Linked DNA regions of Sus scrofa: region 2 is linked to region 1. Evidence: chromatin contacts called from public HiChIP or PLAC-seq data. All regions are on one chromosome and are shown on one strand. The core of a region is the stretch at or near the end of the contact, and the rest is flanking DNA. Distances in the headings are between cores, read along the strand shown. Region 1 has its middle 13 kb from the start of EIF4EBP2. Region 2 overlaps SGPL1 (sphingosine-1-phosphate lyase 1).

Evidence for each region. HiChIP or PLAC-seq counts read pairs in DNA pulled down with a chosen protein or histone mark.
Region 2: an H3K27ac HiChIP or PLAC-seq map of alveolar macrophages shows a contact between it and region 1. The contact joins two enhancer-like sites.

What each region holds. Positions count from the first base shown.
Region 1 is chr14:73,307,449-73,313,140 of Sscrofa11.1, forward strand. No RefSeq gene overlaps it. Among named protein-coding and RNA genes, the nearest start is that of EIF4EBP2, 13 kb to the right of the region's middle. Within about 2 kb of position 3,438, at least 21 of the 83 cell types and tissues checked have an H3K27ac peak or open chromatin away from gene starts, as enhancers often do. A contact at or near this core is called in alveolar macrophages, where this site is marked.
Region 2 is chr14:73,710,674-73,716,365 of Sscrofa11.1, forward strand. The region is part of intron 1 of SGPL1 (sphingosine-1-phosphate lyase 1); the gene reads left to right. Among named protein-coding and RNA genes, the nearest start is that of SGPL1, 17 kb to the left of the region's middle. Within about 2 kb of position 3,023, at least 3 of the 83 cell types and tissues checked have an H3K27ac peak or open chromatin away from gene starts, as enhancers often do. A contact at or near this core is called in alveolar macrophages, where this site is marked.

The DNA.
Region 1 (5,692 bases), core at 2,188-4,687:
CAGGACTTGGAGGTGAATTGTATCTGGAGACTGAAAGAGAGGTCTTAAGGATGATATCCTGGCTTCTGGCTTGAGCCTTTACTGGGTGGTGCCATGAGCCAGGCCTGCAGAGGAAGGAGGCTGATCAAAAGTTTAGCAGATCCAATATTATGTTTCTGATGAGGGAGACACACCCACCCACCAGGGTGTCAGTAACAATGTCAGCACCTACCTCTTGTTGAGTCACCTAATGCCAAGCTAAGATCCCCACTTCACATGCATTTTCTTCCTGGCTCCAGAAGACCACCCTGAGTGGTAGCTACTAGTGTTAGCTCCATTTTGGGGATGGCATCATTGAGCACAGAGACTGGATGACACGCCCAGAGTCACATGGCTTGTACCTGGCAGAGTCAGTGTTAAAATCCCATCCATCAGACTCCATCCACAAGGTCTCAGGTCCCTGAGCTAACCTGGGAATAAGTCAGGAGAGGAAGTAGAGATTTGGGGTGGGGGCAGTTCTTTGCAGCACTACAAAGGGCCTTTAAGCCATCAGCTTCCCTCCCATAGTGACCTCAGAGAAGACAGCACCACCAACAGGCTTGTCCCAGCCCTAGGACTCTTGGGACTGTCTGTCTGAGAGGTTTGTAGTATGAGACTGTGGTGCTCTTTGCAGAAGGGCTTAGAAAGCCTCATGGGAAACTGTTCCCCCGAAGGGAGGAGGACAGGAAGGTGCTTCACCCAGGCACAGTGGGTCACTTTTGGAAAAGAGGGAGTTAAAAACATTGTAAATAGTGGGGTTTTTTTTTTTTTCTCAACTGTAAAAATATTACTGGCAGAGTACAGAAAATTTGCAAAACAAAATAAATTATGGGGAAAAAAAGCACCTATTATAGTTTCCTGGTGACCTAGCAGTTAAGGATCCAGCATTGTCACTGCTGTGGCAGGGGTCCAATACCTGGCCCAGCAATTTCCATATGGCATGGGCATGGCCATGATCAGAAAAGAAAAAAATAGAAGAAAAAAAAAAACAGCAAAAAAAACTACCTATAACCTTATCTCCCAAATGTAACTTCTGTCATCATTTAGATGCATATCCTTCCAGTCTTATATTTACATAGGAACTTTTTCAAGAAAGTGATCATTTTGTACATGTGGTTTAGAAACCTGTTTATTTATTTCCATAATAAGAATTCCTAGCATTGAATTCCTAGCAATTAGGACAAAAAGCAAGCATATATTTAACGTTTTTTGTTTGTTTTTTTAATGAAAATGCTATCACTTCTGCCAGAGTTGAAACTAGGGAGAGTACCAGAGGCTCCCAAGGTACAAAATTTAAGAAGGCATTTGTAACAGAGCTAAGGGACCACAGAAAGCCAAATGTTTGACAGTGGGTGTTTGTGGTAAAATAAGGGTTTATTTGCAGGGCACCAAGCAAGGGAGTGGGAGACAAGTTCCAGATCCACTCCATTTAGTTGTTTTGTTTTGTTTTCTTTTTACGGCCATACCTGCGACACATGGAAGTTCCCAGGCCAGGAGTTGAATTAGAGCTGCAGCTGAGGCGTACACCACGGTCACAGCGGCACAACATCTGAGCTGCATCTGTGAACTACCCCACAGCTCACCACAAGGCTGGAGACTTAACCCACTGAGTGAGGCCAGGGATAGAACCTGCATCTTCGCAGAGACTTCGTCAGGTCCTTAACCCACTGAGCTACAAGAGGAACTCTTCCATTTAGTCTTTGATTTGTTTTAATTTTTATTTATTTATTTATTTATTTTGTCTTTTTTCCTTTTTCTAGGGCTGCTCCCATGGCATATGGAGGTTCCCAGGCTAGGGATCGAATTGGAGCTGTAGCCGCCAGCCTACACCAGAGCCACAGCAACGCAGGATCCAAGCCGCGCCGGCGACCTACACCCCAGCTCACGGCAATGCCGGATCCTTAACCCACTAAGTGAGGCCAGGGATTGAACCCGCAACCTCATGGTTCCTAGCCGGATTCGTTAACCACTGAGCCACGATAGGAACTCCATGATCAGTTTTTATAAAGGGAAAGAACAAAGACTCTGGGATTAATCATCATCATGTGACATTTCTGTGACTATAGCTTGGGGAGTCAGGATGTCTCTGGTTTATGATTCTCTGGCTGGGTGGTCCATGGCTGGGGTTCTGTAAGCTCATCTTGCCCTGGAGAAACAACCGAGTTTGTAAGTTAATGACAGTTTCTATGATAGCAATTTTAGCACATTCACAGTGTTATCAACAGCAGCAGTCTTAGTCATCTGACCAGTTGATGGCTATTTAGCACAGGATTGAGGTCAGAGGTGACAGCAAGGGAATGAAGTTTTGGATAGAGAAACTGATCATAAATTCAGATAAGGGAACTTGGTTTTAGGGGGGCTTGGTTTCACACTCACTCTCTGATGCCAATCCTACACCTACAAAGCCTGAAAAAACTGAAGACCAGCAAGAAGACTGCTCTGTGACTTGAAAACAAAGTATATGTAAGAAAAATCAGGAGTTTCCATCGTGGCTCAGTGGTTAAGAATCCGACTAGGAACTATGAGGTGGCAGGTTCGATCCCTGACCTCAACTCAGTGGGTTAAGGATCCAGCATTGCCGTGAGCTGTGGTGTAGGTCACAGATGCGGCTTGGATCTGGCATTGCTGTGGCTGTGGCCTAGGCCAGCAGCTACAGCTTGGATTAGACCCCAGCCTAGGAACCTCCATGTGCCAGGGGAATGGCCCTAGAAAAGGCAAAAAACAACAACAACAACAAAAAAGTATATGTAAGAAAAATCAGAGTGGAGAGTATCCCCCCTAACAGGGTTGAAGGACAAGTATATCTGAAAATACACAAGAAATACTCCTACTTTATTCTCAGGGAGTATATTAACTAGGGTGCATCAAGGCTATTAAAAAAAAGACCTCCAAGGAGATCCCACCATGGCTTAGCAGGTTAAGAATCTGACTCATATCCATGAGGATGCAGCTTCAATATCTGGCCTCGCTCAGTGGGTTAAGGATCTGGCGTTGCCCTGAGCTGTGGTGTAGGTTGCAGACGCAGCTCAGATGCTGTGTTGCTGTGGCTGTGGTGTAGGCCAGTGGCTGCAGCTCCAATTTGACCCCTAGCCTGGGAACTTTCATATGCTGTATGTACAGCCCTAAAAAGACCAAAAAAAAAAAAAAAAAAAAAAAGACCTCCAAATCTTTCAGCTTATAAAATAGTTTCTCTCCTATGAAACAGGTAATCTAGGGAAACTCTGGTCCAAAAGATCATCTAAAAGCAAGATGGCCAGTTACTCTGTCATCTTCAATATGTTCCTTCCATCTCTGAGTCCAAGGCCGCTGTTGTAGTCACACTGTTTCTGAGCTGGTAGGAAGAGGAAAAGAAAAGGTCTAGAACAAGCCACTTTGCCTTTAAGAACAGCCACATGTTCCTCTCAGCCCTCCCTTTTACATCCCAAGGCCCAGACCTGGTCATGTGACCACACCTAACTGCAAGGGAGGCTGGGAAATGTAGTCTATAGCTGATATTTTTGTGCCCAGCTAAAACACGTGGATTTTATTATTATAAAAAGAAAAAGGGGAAGAGTTCTCTTGTGGCACAATGGTTCAAGGATGCAGAGCTGTCACTACAGCAGTTTGGGTTGCTGCTGTGGCATGGGTTCAATCCCTGGCCCGGGAAATTACACATGCTTTGAGCATGGCCAAAAAAGAAAAGAGGGAGGTGGAAGAAATGGACACTGGGGAACAATTAGTGGTCTCTGCCCTAGGGAAGGCGGCCATAACAAAACACCATGGACTGGGCAGCTTAAACAACAGAAGTTATTTTCTCACAGTTCTAGAGGCTGGGAAGTTCAAGGCGAAGGGGCCAGTCCCTTTGGTTTCTGGTGAGGTCTGTCTCCGTGGCTTGCAGATGACCACCTTCTCACTATAGCCTCACGTGGTGGAGAGAGAACACTGGCATCTCCTTCTCTTCTTAGAAAGGCACCAGCCCTGTGGGATTAGGGCCCCACCCTTGTGCCCTCTTTACACCTTCACTGCCCCTTATAGGCCCATCTCCACATGCAGTCACACACGGGTTAGGGCGTCAGCATAGGAATTTGGAGAGGATACAATTCAGTACCTAGCACCCCATGTACTCATCTTCCTACCTGTTTCCGGAGCAAGCTGTGTGGCATTTTGTGGACCTCACTGAAACTGCCAAGCTGGGGCTCCCCCATACTCCTCCCTTCTCCCCCTGCATTTTCCCTCCTCTTACCATGATGGTGGAAACTCCTTCCTCAGAAGGACATTGTTAAGAGTATTGTCTGGTAGTCACAATACAAGCCATTCTAGAAAGAGGAAGAATCCTAGAGCTTCCAAGAGAAACACCCTCATGCCAAGCCATGAGGTGGCTCAGTGTGACCATTGAATGGACACATAGGATGCCCGTCAAGGATGCTCCCCAAAACACTTTTAGCTTCTGTTATTCTGTTGTTCATAATGAAAGTGATTTTTTTTTAGGGCTACAATTCTATATTCCCTCCAAATCAATTTAGCTTCTAACCACTGAACAGTCTGGCCCTTACCTATCCCTTCACTCCTTTTTTTTTTTTTTTTTTTTTGGACACTCCTGAATGTCCTACAAATCATTTATTTATTCAACAGGTATTTACCAGGCACCTACATATGCCAGGCACTGTACTAGTCCCTGGGGAAATGCAGAGACCATGACAGGCTGCTTTCATGGCACTTACAGTTAGAGGAAGGGGGCAGCTCTTAGTTAAATAATCATACAATTAAGGAGTTCCCATCATGACTCAGAAGAAACAAATCTGACTAGCATCCATGAGGATGCAGGTTCCATCCCTGGCCTCACTCAGTGGGCTAAGGATCTGGCGTTGCCATGAACTGTGGTATAGGTTACAGACTCAGCTCGGATCCTGAGTTGCTGTGGCTGTGGCGTAGGCCGGCAGCTACCTCTCAAATTCGACCCCTAGCTTGGGAACCTCCATGTGCTGTGGGTGCAGCCCTAAAGAGACAAGTACAATAAAATAAAGAGTAAATAATCACACAGTTAAACTTACAAGTCGTGTGGAGATGAGGCCTGAGAGCCTCTAATGAGAATACCAGGCCTTGGCAACTTGGCTGATGAGAAAAGATCTCAGTGGGATAGGAATGACCAGGGATGCGTAGGAGTAAATTAGGTGAATGTTAGAGAATATATGGACTTTCCATGCTGCATGTAGAAAACAGAAACACATTTACACAGCTTATTTCTTTTTAAACAACCAACTTGGTGACTTAAAATAATACTTTTTCTATCTCATAGCTTCTGTGGGTCAGGAGTCCCAGCATGGCTTAGCTCGGTCCTCTGCAAGGCTGCAATCAAGGCTGTGTTCTCACATGGAGGCCTGACTGGGGAAGGGTCCCTTCCAGGCTCCCTCAGGTTGTTGACAGAATTCATTTCCTAATGGCTGTAGGACTCACAGCTGCTTGCCTCTTCAAAGCCAACAACAGAGAGAGAGCGGCTCAAGCGAGATGGAGTCTTATGCAACTAAACATAACCACAAAAGTGACATTCTGTTACCTTTGCCATATTCTATTGTTTAGAAGCCAAGTCACAGTTCCCACTCACACTCAAAGATGTGAACACCAGGTGTTAGGGATTATGGGGGTCACCTTAAAGTCTATTCATCACAGAGAACAATCACGCAAAGGGAATAGCATG
Region 2 (5,692 bases), core at 1,773-4,272, 400 kb after region 1:
AATATTTGGCAATCCCCTTGGGGTCTTCTGTTCCCAAATGGAAATTTTTCAATGTTTCCCTGAAGGGATATAGTCAGGGTCAGAAGCAGGCCTATAGCTATAAACAACTTGCTTTAAAGGGCTGAAATGATAGGTATATTAGACTTGTAAGAATATTCAAATGAAATGAGGTTTGGTTTTTTTTTTAATTGAATCTAAGACGATGCAGTAACTAGAGAGTACTGAGGTAGATGTTTGACTGGGCAGCAGGTGGAAATGGTTTAAACATGTGGAACACTTGAATTACATGAGAAGTGATTCATAAGAATGCGTGTTTGGGAGTTACCATCGTGGCTCAGCGGAAATGAATCTGACTAGTATCCATAAGGACACAGGTTTGATCCCTGGCCTAGCTCAGTGGTTTAAGGATCTGAGGTTGCCATGAGCTATGGTATAGGTCACAGACACGGCTCAGATCTGGCGTGGCTGTGGCGTAGGCTGGCAGCTGTAGCTCTGATTGGACCCCTAGCCTGGGAACTTCCATATGCTGTGGGAGCAGCCCTAGAAAAAGGCAAAAAGAAAAAAAAGAATGGGTATTTTAAAAATGTCTGAGTGAGTGCTTTCCTTTGCGGAGCCCTCTGAAACATCTGCCCCTGAGTGGCAGGTGTCAGTATGCACCCCCAAACTGAGTGTAGCAGTCTCCTCAAGCAGATCCACAAGGATGAGTTTCAGTTCCAGACTGGAAGCCAGCTGGCAGTGGACCCCAGGGCTTCTAGAGGCTCCCTCACCCCAACCACTACTCAGATACTTCGAGACTAAGAGAGGACATGAGTCTATTAGGAGTGGTCATGTCACCCTACTCTTCCCATTCCTCCTTTGTCAGCCCACTGAGGTTTGGGGCTAGTTTGGGATTCTAGGTGTATTAGCTTGCTAGGACTGCTGTAACCAGGGACCATAAACAGGGTCTGAACAGCAGAAGTTTATCATCGCTCTGTTCTGAAGACAAAGTCTGAAATCAGGTGTGGGCAGGGCCAGTTCCTTCTGAGAGCTGTGAGAATGAATCCAGCCAGTGCCTCTGCCCCAGCCTGGCGGTTTGCCGGCAGTCTTTGGTGTTGACTTGTAAAACATCACCCTCGTCTCCGCACGGGGTTCTCTCTGTGTGCGTGTCTGTGTCCAAATTTCCCCTTTGTATAAGGACACCAGTTATATTGGTTTTAGGGGCCTACCCTACTTCAGGGTGACCTTATCAAATCACACCCTCAATGACCCCACTTCCAATGAATGTCACATTCCGAAGTACTGAGAGTTAGGGCTAAAACACGGGAGTGGTTGGGGGAGACAGTTCAACACCCAACGCTAGGGTGGATAGAAATAACATCAGTGTGAATGTAATCATTCTTTTAGTTATTGTTGCAACCAATGTTTTGTTTTTTTTTTTTCCTCTTTCTTTTTTGGCTGCCCTGCGGCACATGGAGTTTCCCGGCCAGGGATCAGATCTGAGCCACAGTTGTGACCTCGCTGAAGCTGTAGCTACACTGGATCCTTGAACCCACTGTGCCGGACCAGGAAGTGAATCTGTGTCCTGGCGCTGCAGAGACACTGCCAATCCTGTTGCGCCGCAGTGGGAACTCCAACCAACTCTTTTTTTTTCATGGAAAATGACCAGAAAGAATCTTAGTGTTAAGGGGGAGATACCCGAGTCTGGCTCTAAAAGTTCAAGGTATAGCCCACTAGATATGGGTTAGTTTGTCTTGAGCAATGAATATGACTTCTCCCCTGGGGCTACTAACCTGAAGTCACTCATGGGAGCCTGCTGGCCAGGGCACCAGTGTGACTGTGCTTCTGGGAAGCTCTTTTTATTCTGTTATCTCATTTTGCCATCTTCTGAGCTTATGGCCTTGTTCTAGCCTAGGACCAAGTAGCTTCACTCTTTGCTGAGATGAATGCAAAAGCCTTGTAACCAGTTTGCCCACTTGGATTTGTTCCCAGCCTTTATATTATGTGGAGGAATTGTTTCACAATACAAATGTGATACAGTCAGCTCCTTGATTAAAACAACCTCAACGGCTGCTTGCTGCTCTTTCGATGAAATTAAAAATACCATATCCTACAGCGCTCTGAGTTCTCAGGACACATACCACCTGTATCCCATCCTCTAGTGCGTTAATTTAAAAACAATTGAATTGGCCACATTCCATTTCATAATAGGGGTGCCGAGCACTGATGTTCACTCTGTGAATATTCACCAAGCTCTATTGCTTGATTCATGGACTGGTCAGTACATGTAGTATATTTTGATGAAAAAACAAAACTTCAAAAAACTGAATAAGTTGCCCAAAATTCTGACAGTCTCTTGGTCATGATCTTCTTTATGACCTTTTAGATCACCTGACAATCACTACACATCTCCAATTTTTTTCTCTCCCTTGGAGGAGAAAGATGGAATTAACATTGGAGGTGGGATGGAGTTCCTGTCATGGCGAAGTGGAAACGAATCTGACTAGGAACCACGAGGTTGCGGGTTTGATCCCTGGCCTTGCTCAGTGGGTTAAGGATCCAGTGTTGCCGTGAGCTGTGGTGTAGGTCGCAGACGTGGCTCAGATCTGGCGTTGCTGTGGTTGTGGTGTAGTCCGGCAGCTGTAGCCCTGATTGGACCCCTAGCCTGGGAAAACTATATGTCGAGGTATGGCCCTAAAAAGACAAAAATACCCCAAAACAGTGGGGAGGGGGGGGAGTTCCCATTGTGGTGCAGTGGAAACAAGTCTGATTAGTATCGATGAGAATGCAGGTTTGATTCCTGGTCTCGCTCAGTGGGCCAGGGATCTGGCGTTGCTGTGAGCTGTGCTGTAGGTTGCAGATGTGGCTTGGATCCGGCGTTGCTGTGGCTGTGGTGTAGGCTGGCAGCTGTAGCTCTGATTCGACCCCTAGCCTGGGAACTTCCATATGCCAAGGGTGTGACCCTAAAAAAAAAAAAAAAAAAAAGCCAAACAAATAGGGGTGATTCAGCAAGTATGTCATGGTCACAAGACATATTATGCAAATTCTAAGAACACATCATAGTCCTACACTCTTTTTGAGCTCTTTTTGTCCAGAAATTATGCTGGCTTGCTCTTTCCTCTTGCTAACTAAGGATAAAGAGTCTGTTGCCTGTTGCATGTGCCTCCAGTGCCTAGAGATCAGGAGACAGGATTGGTGTCCATACTGTGCATTTTTCTGCTCTAGGGCTGTCATCTTTCCCCTCTAAAGCACGGGTCTTCCCAGCAGAGCTTGGGCAATGGTGGGGGGAGAGGGGCGGGGCTGTGGGCAGCTCCATGTCTGCCCCAAGAACATGGGACATCTGAAGAGCTGGGGCAACTAAAAGAAAGGAAGAGCTCTCTGCACATGGCTGGAAGCTTGGTTGGTGACATCTGAAGGTGCTTCCACAGGGCAATGACAAACCCTTCTCCTGGGCTCTGGTCCCTTGGGGTGCTGAAACTGTTCCCACTGTTCAACATAAGGAACTAAAGTAGTCCTAGCGAGGAGAATGACAATGACCCCCTACTCCGGCAGGCTCCTAGGACATCATGATTTTAAAATTGAGACATTTTTACCAAAGAGACTGCACTTCTGACTTTCTTTGGAAAATTGGGATGTTGAGCCTACTCTCCTGTTCTATTTAAAACAGCAGCACCCATGACTGCCAACTCTATGCCCAACAATTTCTATTTCCCATGCTAGGTTTTTGCTTCTTTTTCTATAGCTCTTGGCACCTTCTAACTTGCCATATAGTTCACTTATTCCGTTTATTTGTCTCTCTCCTTCCACTAGACTGTAAACTGCATAAGGGCAGGGATCTTTGTTTTACTCAGTGATACGTCCCCCACCCAGGCTATTGCAACCAACATTAAATAGTTACATGGATAAATGAATAATCCTGAGACCTACATTCCCAAATGGTAACTCTCACGTTTCCTGCTTGGGCCCCTGAAGGCATGTGCATTTGCCCTACACATCTGTCCCTACTGACCTGTACACCAGCCTCCCCTTCCCTTCCCTCTTACTCTTGCCATCCTGGCCTTGGCATATATAGTTCCCTCAGCTGGGGCACTCTTCCTGCATCTCTCTGCCTGGTTAACTCCAGATCAGCCTGTGCTCTCAGCTCGTGCTGTCCTTGGTCACTCTGCCTAGGTCCATTCCCCCAATCATGGAGCATCTAGAATAACTGCCCTTAATTAAACAAAACAAAACAAAAAACCTACTAGGGAAAATTTCTTCAATTCTATTTTTAAAGCCTTAAAAGCTTTTTCATCTGCGTGCAGAGCTGGACACCCTCTCCTTCAGCCTTGACCCTGAGCTCAGGCTACAGGTGCCACCTAGCTGTCAAAAGCCCCGCTCCTCTGGGTGATTCAGCCCTGGAAACCGGTTCTGCAGGGCCAGGCAGGTAGTGACCATGGACCAAGGTTCCTACTGACCCCCTTGGTCCTCTGTTTACACAGGACTTTTATAACCTTGGGGGCCTCTGCTTCGAATGCCATCTGTGTCAACACTGTGGGGGAGGGGGAGGGAGGGCGGGCTGGCTTCCCAGGGCATTCTGGCCATGTCACTCATCATCAGCTCAGGACCAGGTTGGACACTCTCTCCAACCAAAGAAGTGTGTGATCGAGGGCCCTTCCTGGAACCTGAGCACAGAAACGTGGAGTTTTTAAACAGAGGCTTCCGGAAAGTTTAACCCAAAGTGGGCATAGAGCATTCTAGACTGACAGTGTTGGAAAGCAGCTTCTCCTCCCTATCCAATTTTGAGCTCAGAAAATTGAGACTTGTAGTGGGGAATGGTGCATCCCAAGCCATGCAGCACGTGAGTCTCAAAGCCAGCGTGCTGTCCTCCAAGCTTCATTGCATTTTCTGGGCCTGGGCATCTAGAGCTGGAATGTCAGGAATTCCAAGTTCACTTTCCATGAGCTGTGGGACCAAGGCATAGAAATGGATGAGAATGGATAGAATTTAGCAACTTTTATCTGAGGGGTGTTCAAAATACCGATGTCTGGGCCCTCCCCATCCTTCACCAGGTCTGGAGGAAAGCTCTGACATGGAGACTTGGAGAGGCCCCTTGGAGAGTCTGACATGCAATGTTAGGTGGGATGGATGGGCTGGAATGCTGCTTGAGTCCCTTTTAACCTGACAGGTATTCAGCTGTAGATATTAGAATGAGGCTTCTGTTAGAGCCTATTCCTCTCATCAATCCTTAGTAATAGGTCTCAGTGGGACAGTTTGGCTCCCTAGGGGACATCCCCAAAATTTTGAAAGTTTTGGTTGTTACAAGGATGGGAGTAGTTCTGACTTTGAGTGATGGTGGTGGATGCTAGATATCTTGTAATGCAGACGCTGCAAAGGCAGCCCCTCACAATAAAGAATTGTCTTGAGTCTACACATCTTTTAACATGCTGCAAGGATAATCATGCAGGTGAAAAGCCAATTCATAGCCACATGAGCCAAGAGCTGAATTTCATTTTCATACAAGAAAAAGCGGATTTCTTTAAAAACATCTTCGGAGTTCCCCCACGTGTCACAGTGGGTTAAGAGTCTGACTGCAGCAGCTCAGGTCACTGTGGAGGCATGGATTCGATCCCCAGCCTAGAACAGTGGGCTAAAGGATCCGGTGTTGCTGCAGCTGTAGTGTATGTCACAGCTGTGGCTCAGATTCTGTCTCAGGAATCTCCATATGCTGTGGGTGCAG